Linked DNA regions of Hordeum vulgare: region 2 is linked to region 1. The links are chromatin contacts, called in public Hi-C maps. All regions are on one chromosome and are shown on one strand. The core of a region is the stretch at or near the end of the contact, and the rest is flanking DNA. Distances in the headings are between cores, read along the strand shown.

The links. Hi-C and Micro-C count contacts between places; a contact is called where the count stands out from the background.
Region 2: a Hi-C map of leaf shows a contact between it and region 1, with 4 times the contacts expected there. The contact joins the promoter of LOC123407272 here to the promoter of LOC123412246 in region 1. A contact is called at or near these places in 2 of 6 Hi-C or Micro-C datasets (both in leaf).

What each region holds. Positions count from the first base shown.
Region 1 is chr7H:3,282,825-3,287,814 of MorexV3_pseudomolecules_assembly, forward strand. LOC123412246 (scarecrow-like protein 22) reads right to left here and starts at 3,641. Exons shown (of 1, transcript XM_045105192.1): 1 at 1,552-3,641. The coding sequence starts at 3,637. The coding sequence ends at 2,000.
Region 2 is chr7H:3,473,909-3,478,802 of MorexV3_pseudomolecules_assembly, forward strand. It overlaps LOC123407272 (protein arginine N-methyltransferase 7), which reads left to right and starts at 3,267. Exons shown (of 14, transcript XM_045100374.1): 1 at 3,267-3,627; 2 at 3,955-4,177; 3 at 4,469-4,594; 4 at 4,700-4,864. The coding sequence starts at 3,296. It overlaps LOC123407908 (dihydrolipoyllysine-residue acetyltransferase component 2 of pyruvate dehydrogenase complex, mitochondrial-like), which reads right to left and starts at 1,958. Exons shown (of 19, transcript XM_045101151.1): 1 at 1,837-1,958; 2 at 1,050-1,143; 3 at 320-420; 4 at 146-225; 5 at 1-38. The coding sequence starts at 1,866.

The DNA.
Region 1 (4,990 bases), core at 2,391-4,890:
TTGGAACAATGATTGATATATTTTTTTTCCAGAAATGTCACATTGCAAAAAAATAAAATAAAATGAAAAACATAAGCTTGAGGTCACCATTGCAAATAACAAAACATGTGCACCTCAGCTGCGTCATGTGATTAAGCTAACCTAATGCTGGTATGTGGAGCCAAATTAGGAGAAAAAAGAAAGTTCACCTAATGCATAGCCAGAGACATACAACCAAGTTCATAAAATAGGATGTGGAGGGGGCCAAAGTGAAATATAAGAAACTGAGTTGCACATGTGATGAGGGGCAAGCCCCATGTGACACCATATGATTCATCCAGGCCCTAAGCACACAATATACTCTACTGCTGCATCATAGGAAATAATTGGCACTGGTGCATTGGAGTGGACAAGAGATGACAGCCTGCTGAGCTATGAATCTATGATACATCCAAATTCAAGCTAGGTTAAAAATATCCCATCCAAGGCAGAACAAGAATGACATCTCAGGCCTCAGCTGTGCAGCCAATTGTGGTAGACCATTAGTGCTACTACTATTGTGAATGAGAGCTGAAAGTGAGTGATGAGGACAGCCAGCAAGACAAACCAAAGTGTCACAAGGAAGGATGACTTGGCTTGCAATGATCTTCAGCAAGGGCCCAAGAGAGAAAAACCCTCAACTTGATATAGAAATTGCTCAAAGGTTGAACTCGCGCTACATTTGAGCAGCAGCCGGATGCAAAAGGACGGCGCGTATTATCTTGATGCCGAAAGGTAATAGCGACGACTCCTGAACGGATTTCATACGGAGGCTGCTGGCTAGGACAGGCGAAATCAGCTTCGGACTCTGCTAAAATCCAGGATTTGCTTGAGAAACTAAAATTGTAACATTGGCTCATGATCCATAGGTAGCAACTGCAAATTGTGACGTAGCACCTACAACTCTGAAAGCAAAAGGTTTAGATGAATTGGGTGACAGAAACATCTCATGTCTCATTTGAAAAAAACAAGCATGTTAGTACTAACTATAAGCATGTACCTGTTTCCAGAATGTTCCTTAATTGGTTATCGAAACAGAGTTGCAAGATTAGCGCAACCCACATCGTCATCAAAGGCCGATGACGACGCCCCAACTGAAACTTTCCCTTGTTTAACAGTAGGTATGATGAGGAGGAGGATCATATATCATACATACATGTCACCCTAAAATTCAGTATTTGATTCAGTACAGTTGCATTTTTCCATGCCATCTCAACAACCCCACATAATTCAAATTTTGGCAATGTGTAGTAATTAAATTGCATTTTCCAAGCTGAGGAAAAACCCAGACGGTAATTCATGGAGGAAAAGGAAAACAAGTGTGGAGTATGCAAATCTTGATGTGTGAACTGAAAGGTACTGGTACAATGGACCTGACTTGTAAATAAAGGCACATCACATTCATATCCACAGTTCAGCTTTGATGTCCTACTCCAAAGAAAATAAAAATCTTACACAATTAGAGTTGTCACATCAATCATCATAAAACCTTAGTTGCAGGCTGATTGATACACACATACATGCACACTCTGGTTTAGTTAATTAGAATCAACCAGCAAAAATCAGTTGCATACATACATACATACTCTGCTACTACAAATCACAACAGGATTCAACTGATTTGCTACAAATTTGCTTGGAAAATCCCTGTTGATTTCCACTGGCAAAAGCTTAATAATTACAAAGAGCAGAGGAGAGGAACCAAAAGGACTTGAACTTGAATCAGTCTGGAAATATGACTGGCATAATACACAATGATCACACATGAGGATTACAGTATCAATCAACAATTAAAACGCAGGTTGGGGGGTTAACAGTTTTTCGGCATTTCGAATTTCCATTGTTCATGCCTCGAAGTTGCTAGTGAGTAGGAGTATATCACACAACAAGATTGGCTACTAGTACTTGAGAAAGGTTCAAGTTTTGGCAAGATGAACTACAACTGTACCGGGCTGCTCTGGCAAGGGGATGGATCAGCAGTTCAGCACCGCCATGCCGATACCGACACGAGCTCCGACCGCTGCCACCAGAGCGCCAGCGCCGACTGCTGCTTCTCGACGTGGAAGCCATGGTTGGCCGTGCGCCGGAGCAGGCACTCTGCCTGCGCCTCCGCGGCATTGCTGAGAGGCAGGGGCGTGAACCCGGTGGACGCGAACGTGGACCTCCATGGCGGCAGCTTGTCGCCGCCGGTGACCAGGCGCTCGGCCCTCGGCCGCAGGACGAACTGCTCCACCTTGGCCACCACGTCCAGCGACGCGCCGGGCGTGTCGAGCGACTCGACGAGCGCGGCGCAGGAGCGGAGGACGTTGAGCGCGTGGCTCCGGAGCGGCAGGTCGGCGCGGTCGCAGCCGTGGTCGACGCACACGACGATGGCGGGCCGGAGCTGCTTCACGACGCGGAGGGACGCTGGTGTCGGCCTGGAGGTCTCCGTGCCGACGGTGATGTGCACGGCGACGGCCTCGTCGGGCGCCGCGGACAGGCCAGGGGGCGGCGAGGGGCTGAAGGGGTCGAAGGCGACGGCGGCGAACTCGAAGGGGATGCCGAGCTCGGCGGCGAAGCGCGCCAGGCTCTCCTGCGTGAGGTGGAGCTCCAGGGGGTGCCTCGACCCCGGCGAGACCAATGCCGTGACCTTGAGGGTGGGCGGCGGCGTCGACGGCGCGGCGGTGCGGCGCCAGTGGTGCGCGAGCTCCTGCATGAGCGGCGGCCAGTGGCCCCCGAAGCCGACGTCGAAGTCGACGACGTGGACGCGGCGCGCGCCGGCGCCGAGCGCGTCGAGGAAGGCCTGCGTGGACGTGAACCCGGCGAACTGGACGGTGGGCGAGGCGTCCGCCAGCGCCTTGTGCGCGGCGAGCTTGAGCGCGACGTCGAGCGGCGAGAGGACGGAGCAGGGGCCGGCTGCGGGCGGGAGGAGGCGGTGCAGGAGCGCGTCCCGGAGGAGCGCGGCGGCGCGGAGCAGGGGAGGGTGGCCCGGCGGGGCGGGCGGCGAGGGGAGCCGGTGATTGAGCCGCGCCAATATCTCGCGCGCGCCAGCCGGGTCCCCGGCGTCGGCGCGGCGCGCCGCCTCGAGCAGCTCGTCCACCGTCGCCTGGGGCTCGAGATCTCCTCCTCCCCCTCCGGCGGCGCCCGGCGCGGAGGCCGGGACAGGGAAATGGACCTGCTGCTGCTGCTGCGGGAGGGAGAGCTGTGGAGGGAGCTGCGGGAGCGAGAAGGGCTCGTCCTCCTCGTCCTCCACCCCCCGGCGCTGTGCGGGTGCCGGCGGCGGGTGAAGAAGAAGAGGGGAGGGGTCGAAGGGGGCGGGGCCCTTGAAGCCGAAGGCGTCGCCGTCGCCGTCGGCGTAGCCGGCGTCCATGATCCAGCGCAGGAAGGAGGTGTCCTGGGTGGTGTGCGCGGCGGCGGCCATGTTGTCGCAGCCGCCGGAGGAGAGCAGCACGGCGTCCCAGTCCTCGGCGCTGATGGGCGGCGGCTCCGAGTGCGCGGACGAGGACGTGGGCGGGCTTGGGCTCCGGTTGTACAGCACCGACGTCGGCTCCGGCGACTTGACGATGCGCTTCGAGCTGGCCGCCGCGCCCGCGCCGCCGTCCAGGCCGCTGCGGGAGGAGGAGGACATGGTGGTGATCATAAGTGGAGAGGGGGGGAGCAGAGGAGGAGGAGGAGGAGGAGGTGTAGTATGTGCGTGCGGTGGTGTGGCGTTGCGTGTGCGCGTGTATGTGGTGGCTTTCCTTCTTCACCGCCATTTGTTTTTCTTTGCGTCTCTCTTTTATCTGGAGTATGTCCTCACCACCACCATGGATGGGTGGACGGAGCTCGGCTCTCGGCTGGAGATGGGGACCTCGGGCTAGTGTGACTGAGTGAAATCTGAAATGAATGGACCAATGAATGCCATCTTGGAAGGGGAATGTGAAGAAATAAATTATTGTTTTTCTTTCTTTCTTTTCTTCTTTCCTTTTCCTCCAATGGTGATTGTGCATGGTTGCAACACAACTTGCAACTCAACCCCAATAGCCTTTGCAATAAACCTTCAACTTGTATTAATCGGGCGGAACGAACCCTCAAATCAAAATCACGGTCGATTGTATCCTGAACGATGCAATTCCGGTCTAAATCGAATTCCGACATCGTGTCAACTGAGATCCGTATGGTAGGCCGGTCCATTTTAATTTTTTCATTAAAAAAATCGAAAAGGCGCACACTTTACTTCCGCTGGACCGGCCCAGTTAAGTTTTATTTTGTTAAAAAACAAAAAGTAGTGCACTGGGTCGCTCTGTTTTTCGTTTTTTATTAAATTCATTAATCTTTTTTGAAAATAATGTTTTTTTCAAATATTTCATGCAGTACGGCACACAATAAACTTTGTATAATATAAGAGAAAATAAATAGTAACAAGAAAAAATATACATTGCATTTGGAAAATGTTCACACATTTCAAAAAAGTGTTTGGGGCATTTTTTTTAAATGTATATGATGTATTAAAAAAATTAAATACATGTAAGGTGTGAAATTTGTTCAATTCGTCTTTTAAGGCGTGAAATTTTTTCAATTCATTTTTTCAAGGCGTGAATTTTTTCAATTCATTTTTTTTAAGACGTGAAATTTTTTCAATTCGTTTCTGTTCTTATTTCTTTTGTACTTTTTTTATTTAAGACCTGAAATTTTTTCAATTCGTTTTTAATTCGTGAACCTTTTTACTAAACTAGCGGACTTTTTCGAATACGTGAACTTTTTTCAAAAATTCAACCGTTACCTCTTTTTTCCTTTTGAAAATCTGGTACACGACATTCTTTTATTTCGGTTTCTATTTTTAAAATGAAAAACAAACATAAAAAAAGGAAAGACAGAAAAAAGAAAAAGAAGAAAACGGGAGCAAATCTACGCAACAGATGTGTTGTCATGGTGGTTGCTTGCGTTGGCCAACAAAACGAGGTTTCGGGTTCAAGTCATCCTGCATGCTTATTTTTTGCAGTTTTAAACAAGA
Region 2 (4,894 bases), core at 2,017-4,516, 190 kb after region 1:
CCCCACTTGAAAATTGTCTTGCCGAAACTACCTGTCCACTGAAAAATAGCAACAGACATTCAAAACAGGGTTACAGCTATGATGAACTAGCATAGAATATATGTACGTGGAAATTCAGGAAAAGGACATAAACGAGAGTGCATACCATGAGAACAAGCTATTGACCCCAGTAGCAATTGGCATCCGTTTCAAGCTGTAGCTTCCCCTTGCTTCTCGTGATGATACCTGCGAAAATAAATAGATGGGACGGCCCACCGAAGTCAGAATACACAACTAGGCTCCAATTAAATAAGTAGGATTTTAATCACAACTGCATAACCTTGAAGGTATGCAGGTCTTTTCCAGACTGCCTGTCTTGGAAAATGCTCGAGCTTCCAACCTTTTTCCCGTACTCCCCATGAACACTCGAACTTGAGACAGCTGCAGCAGAGCAAGACCAATTATTTCTAACGACAATTATAAGCAAGCCACTAAGTGAGGAAATTGTCGTTCCACACATTGAAACCAAAATAATGTGTTGCAAAGGATCATATTACAAGATAACCGATATACCCTACATTATAACTAGAATTCCGTCTTAGAAGAACTAGCGGGCACTCTAATAACAACACAATTAATTTTATTTTCATTGCTGACATATCAGTTGTTTGAACATAAGAGGACGAAATGAACATTCAGTCCAGATTGAATTAAAAGGGTAGAAGGTTTGTTAAGCAGCTACTCTGCTTTAGAGGTGTAGGAAGATTGCTGCTTCTTTCAAATCTTTAGCAAGAAAACTTCATCAGATCACACCCCTCCACATTTCCCCTGAAGCTCCGGCACTAGCATCAGAGGCCGAGCTCGTCATGGACCATACAAGGATAATAAAACCCTATTACAGACCCAAATATGGTAGCAGTCTGGTAGGGTACTGAACCATAAGCATAAATCCGTTGAAACAACCATTGGGTTTTGTGCAGCATGCCAGGCTTGATTTAAAGAAGGAGTTTCAGTTTCCTCAAAAACAGTTTATCAAGACCCCACAGGGGCACACAGAGAGGAGCAAGCACCTTCTCCTTTCGCAGCGGCGGAGCAGGCACTGGCGGAGAAGTGGCGAGCGATGCTCCCGCGCTCCCAGTCCAGGACACCGTGCACCCTTCGCAGCTGCATATATAGGTGGAAAACGTGCAGCCATGAGCATATGAAAAAACCGTACACGTGATGGGAGTGCTCCATGCCCGAGAGAGGCAGCAGGCAGCCAGAACGCCGCGAATGCAAGATGTGTTCTGTCATGTGACCATCATCAAGAATAAAAAGGCACGCCGCCCGCCCTCTGTTCTGTGCACGCGCGCCACAACAGCCCCGGAAGCACCGGTGGCAGCTCCCGTGCGGCGTTTCCAATCCGGCGAAAAACTCACGGTTCCAGGAGAATCACACGATTACATGGATCACATGAGGACCCATCACCCACACCTTTGCTACCGCTACTTCTCCCCGGGGACTGGATAAAATCCAGGACACCGAGGGATCCACATCAATCAATTTGCCACAGTCAACCCCGTCGGTCCACAGCGGCATCTCTCCGAGAGCCTAGATTCATCATCATCAGAATAACCTATCCGCATTGGTCTCCCGCAATTTCTAACCCGCCAAGGAATTAAAAAAGAAAAAAACTTGACCGATCAATCCGCCATAAGCCGCCCACAAGACGAGGCAGGCAACGAACGGAGCAGCGGCCCGTCCCAGGATCGCCGCCGCTGGATCGGGTCGGGCGGCGGTTTTGGTGGCCCGGGCGGACGGATCGCCGGACCGATTCCCCGACGGAGCCGGACGACACGGGGAGGGGAGGGGGGGTACCTTGCGGGAGTGGCGGAGGAGGAGCGCCATGGTGGGCGCCGGCGCCGGCGACGGTGCGGCGGAATCTGTGGGGAGCGGGGAGGAAAGAGATTCGCCAAGGGGAAGAATGAATGAAGGGCGGTTGGTGGCGGGCCTTCCTTATGTTCAGCCCACTTTTATATTTTCTTTTCTTTCCAAGGGATGCATTTGTCTATTTGCCACTATTCTTTCATGGTGCTGCCACCTCAACACTCAACAATCATAAATCAATCAATCAAAGGAAGGAAAAAAAAGAGAAGATTCTAAAACAAGTAAAAAAGTAGTAGCAATCAAGAATATTCTTTTTTCACAACATTACACCATCTCTGTAACAAAAAAATATATTGAAACGTTTAGATCGTTATTCATAAGTCAACAAAAACGAATCAACTGATTCTTTTGCGTTGTCATCGGAGCATGTTTTGAAATGACAATGTGTCGTTTTCCTTGTCTGTTAATGTTGACAACAACCCAAGAGAACTTGAAGTAGACTTCTCTCGACACGACATTATACCATTCTTTAATGGTGCTGCCACCTCTTCAATCATCAATCAAACAATCAAAGGAAAAAAGTGACGATTCTAAAAAAAAGGTGAAAAGGTGGCAACTTAGAATATTTCTTTTCATAATACCATAATATCCCCTCTGTAAAAAAATATACGTGTTTATTTCATACGTAATGATCTAAAAGCTTTTATATTTTTTTACATACGAAGTATTATTTTTGAAAATACCGACATATTTTTATGCAAATAAAATAGTACGTATTACCCATAGGTCAACACGAACTAGCCAGCTCGTTCTTTCGTTTTGTCCTCGTTGGAGCATGTTTTGAGATGGCAAGGTGTCATTTTCCTTGACGGCTAATGTTGACAACAAGAAAGAACTTGAAAGTAGCCTTTTTTCGTCTTAGCACTCATATGACAACATATCATTCATGTCTGTTAAAATACCATGAATGAAGGAAGCAAATCGTTGACTTGCCTCCAACACATATACGCTAGAAGGAAATGAAATATTAATCATAATATCATTATGATGCGTCGATGTACACATGGCATCACAACGTTGGTTTTCAGTCGTCTCTCGGACAACAACGCTTAGTTAGCTGAAATACAATATATATATATATTTTCTCAAAACATGTAAGCAATGTCAAAACCATACCATGTGCAACGGTTCTCTATCGACAGATAAAACGCAATATCTCTCTCTCTCTTGTTCTAAAATTAAAGTGGAAAAAAGGAAATTGATTCATGCGAAGCGCCCCTCGAGGAAACCGCTGTATTACAAACAGGCCCTCAAGGCGGAAATAAGCGTGTCCCCGGGTACCATTCCGCGAAAGCGCCACTCGCTGTCCCTCTCCCTCCCGACGGCGGCGAGCTCGCGCCCGCCCGCCCGCCCGCAAAACCCTAGGCGCCGGCGGCGGAGCCCCCCGTTCATGCCGGGCTGCCTCGCCGGCCTGTCCCCGCCACCCGCCGCGCTCCACCTCCTGCTCCGCGGCCGCGGCCGCAGCCGCATGGCCTTCTCCGCGGCCGCGCCGTCCCGCGCCTTCCAGCTCCGCCTCAACCCGCTCACCGGCGACTCCGAGTGGCTCGTCGTGGACGAGGCGGAGGGGGAGGATGCGGGGGCGGCGCCTCCCCAGACGCAGAGGCAGCTCCTCGCCGCCACCTCCTACCTCGACATGCTCAACGACGCCGCCCGCAACCGCGCCTACCGCCGCGCCATCGAGGCCGCCGTCTCCGACCCCTCCTCCCGCGTCCTCGACATCGGGTGAGCGCCCGTCCATACATACATTTATTTGCGCTCATTGGTGATTGGACCATGTATACTATGGGTCACATTGGACTTAAAATTTAGCAGGATAGATTTACACGAGTTCATTAAGGCCATTAGCATTTATTAGTTTAATTGTTAATTTAATTAAGGCCATTTGAACGATAACCATTAGCATTTAATTTGTCCTCTTGTTAATTATAAGGACAAGTTAGTTTAGAAGAAAAAAATCCCTCAAAAAAATATCAGCTTTGTTGGCTACATGATCTATGATATCACAGAGAAAACAGAGTGGATGCTATGCTAATGCTTATGATGGTTCAGAGCCGGGACCGGGTTGCTCTCCATGATGTCCGCGCGGGCTTTGGGGGCTGTTGGAGGCGAGGGCAGGGGCAGCGTGTCGGCATGTGAATCCTACCTTCCCATGGGCAAGTTGACGCGCAAGGCACTGAGAGCCAACGGGATGGACAATAAGGTGAAGCTCTTCCATAAGCGGTCGGATGAACTCCAAGTTGGAGTCGAGCTCGATTCGCCAGCTGATGTGCTGGTAGGCTTTTGTTTTAGCTCAATTGGCTTTCTTGTTCTGCTAAACGAACCTGCTCCAGTATTATACATACATATTTATGCTCAGTCAAATAACCTAGTATAGTACTCATACTCGTTGTTATGATTCAACTGTATCACTACACACTAAATCTGAATTGCCAGCATCATTCAGATTTGGTTATTTCAGTTGTCAGTTCACACCTAGCGACAACATAGCAGGCACTTCCCTTACTAGGAAGCAGTTATATTGATTGTTTTATTTATAGTTGACAAAACATACTATGTTTCTCAGGTGAGTGAAATTCTTGACTCTGAGCTGTTGGGTGAGGGCCTGATACCTACTCTACAGCAAGCTCATGATTCGTTACTGGTGAAAAATCCAAAGACAGTCCCATATCGAGCAACTACCTACGGGCAGGTCCGTTCCCACCACTTGTTCAATGTGACTTCATCTGGATAGCATTTTCTATGGATGCAATGTTTGATTGGTTTATACTGGAATTTTTTTTCTTGGGCATCCTAGTTAGTCGAAAGTCCGTTCTTGTGGAAGATGCATGATTTGCACAGCAATGAAGCAAATGCTGCGGATGGTGTCTGGCTTACTCCTGGTGGGATGGAAAATATCGTTTCTGTGAAGCTGCAGCAACATGCAATGCAATGTGATCCGTTACAAGACGAGATACGATTGGTATGCTATGCACCATTATTTTGCATGTTC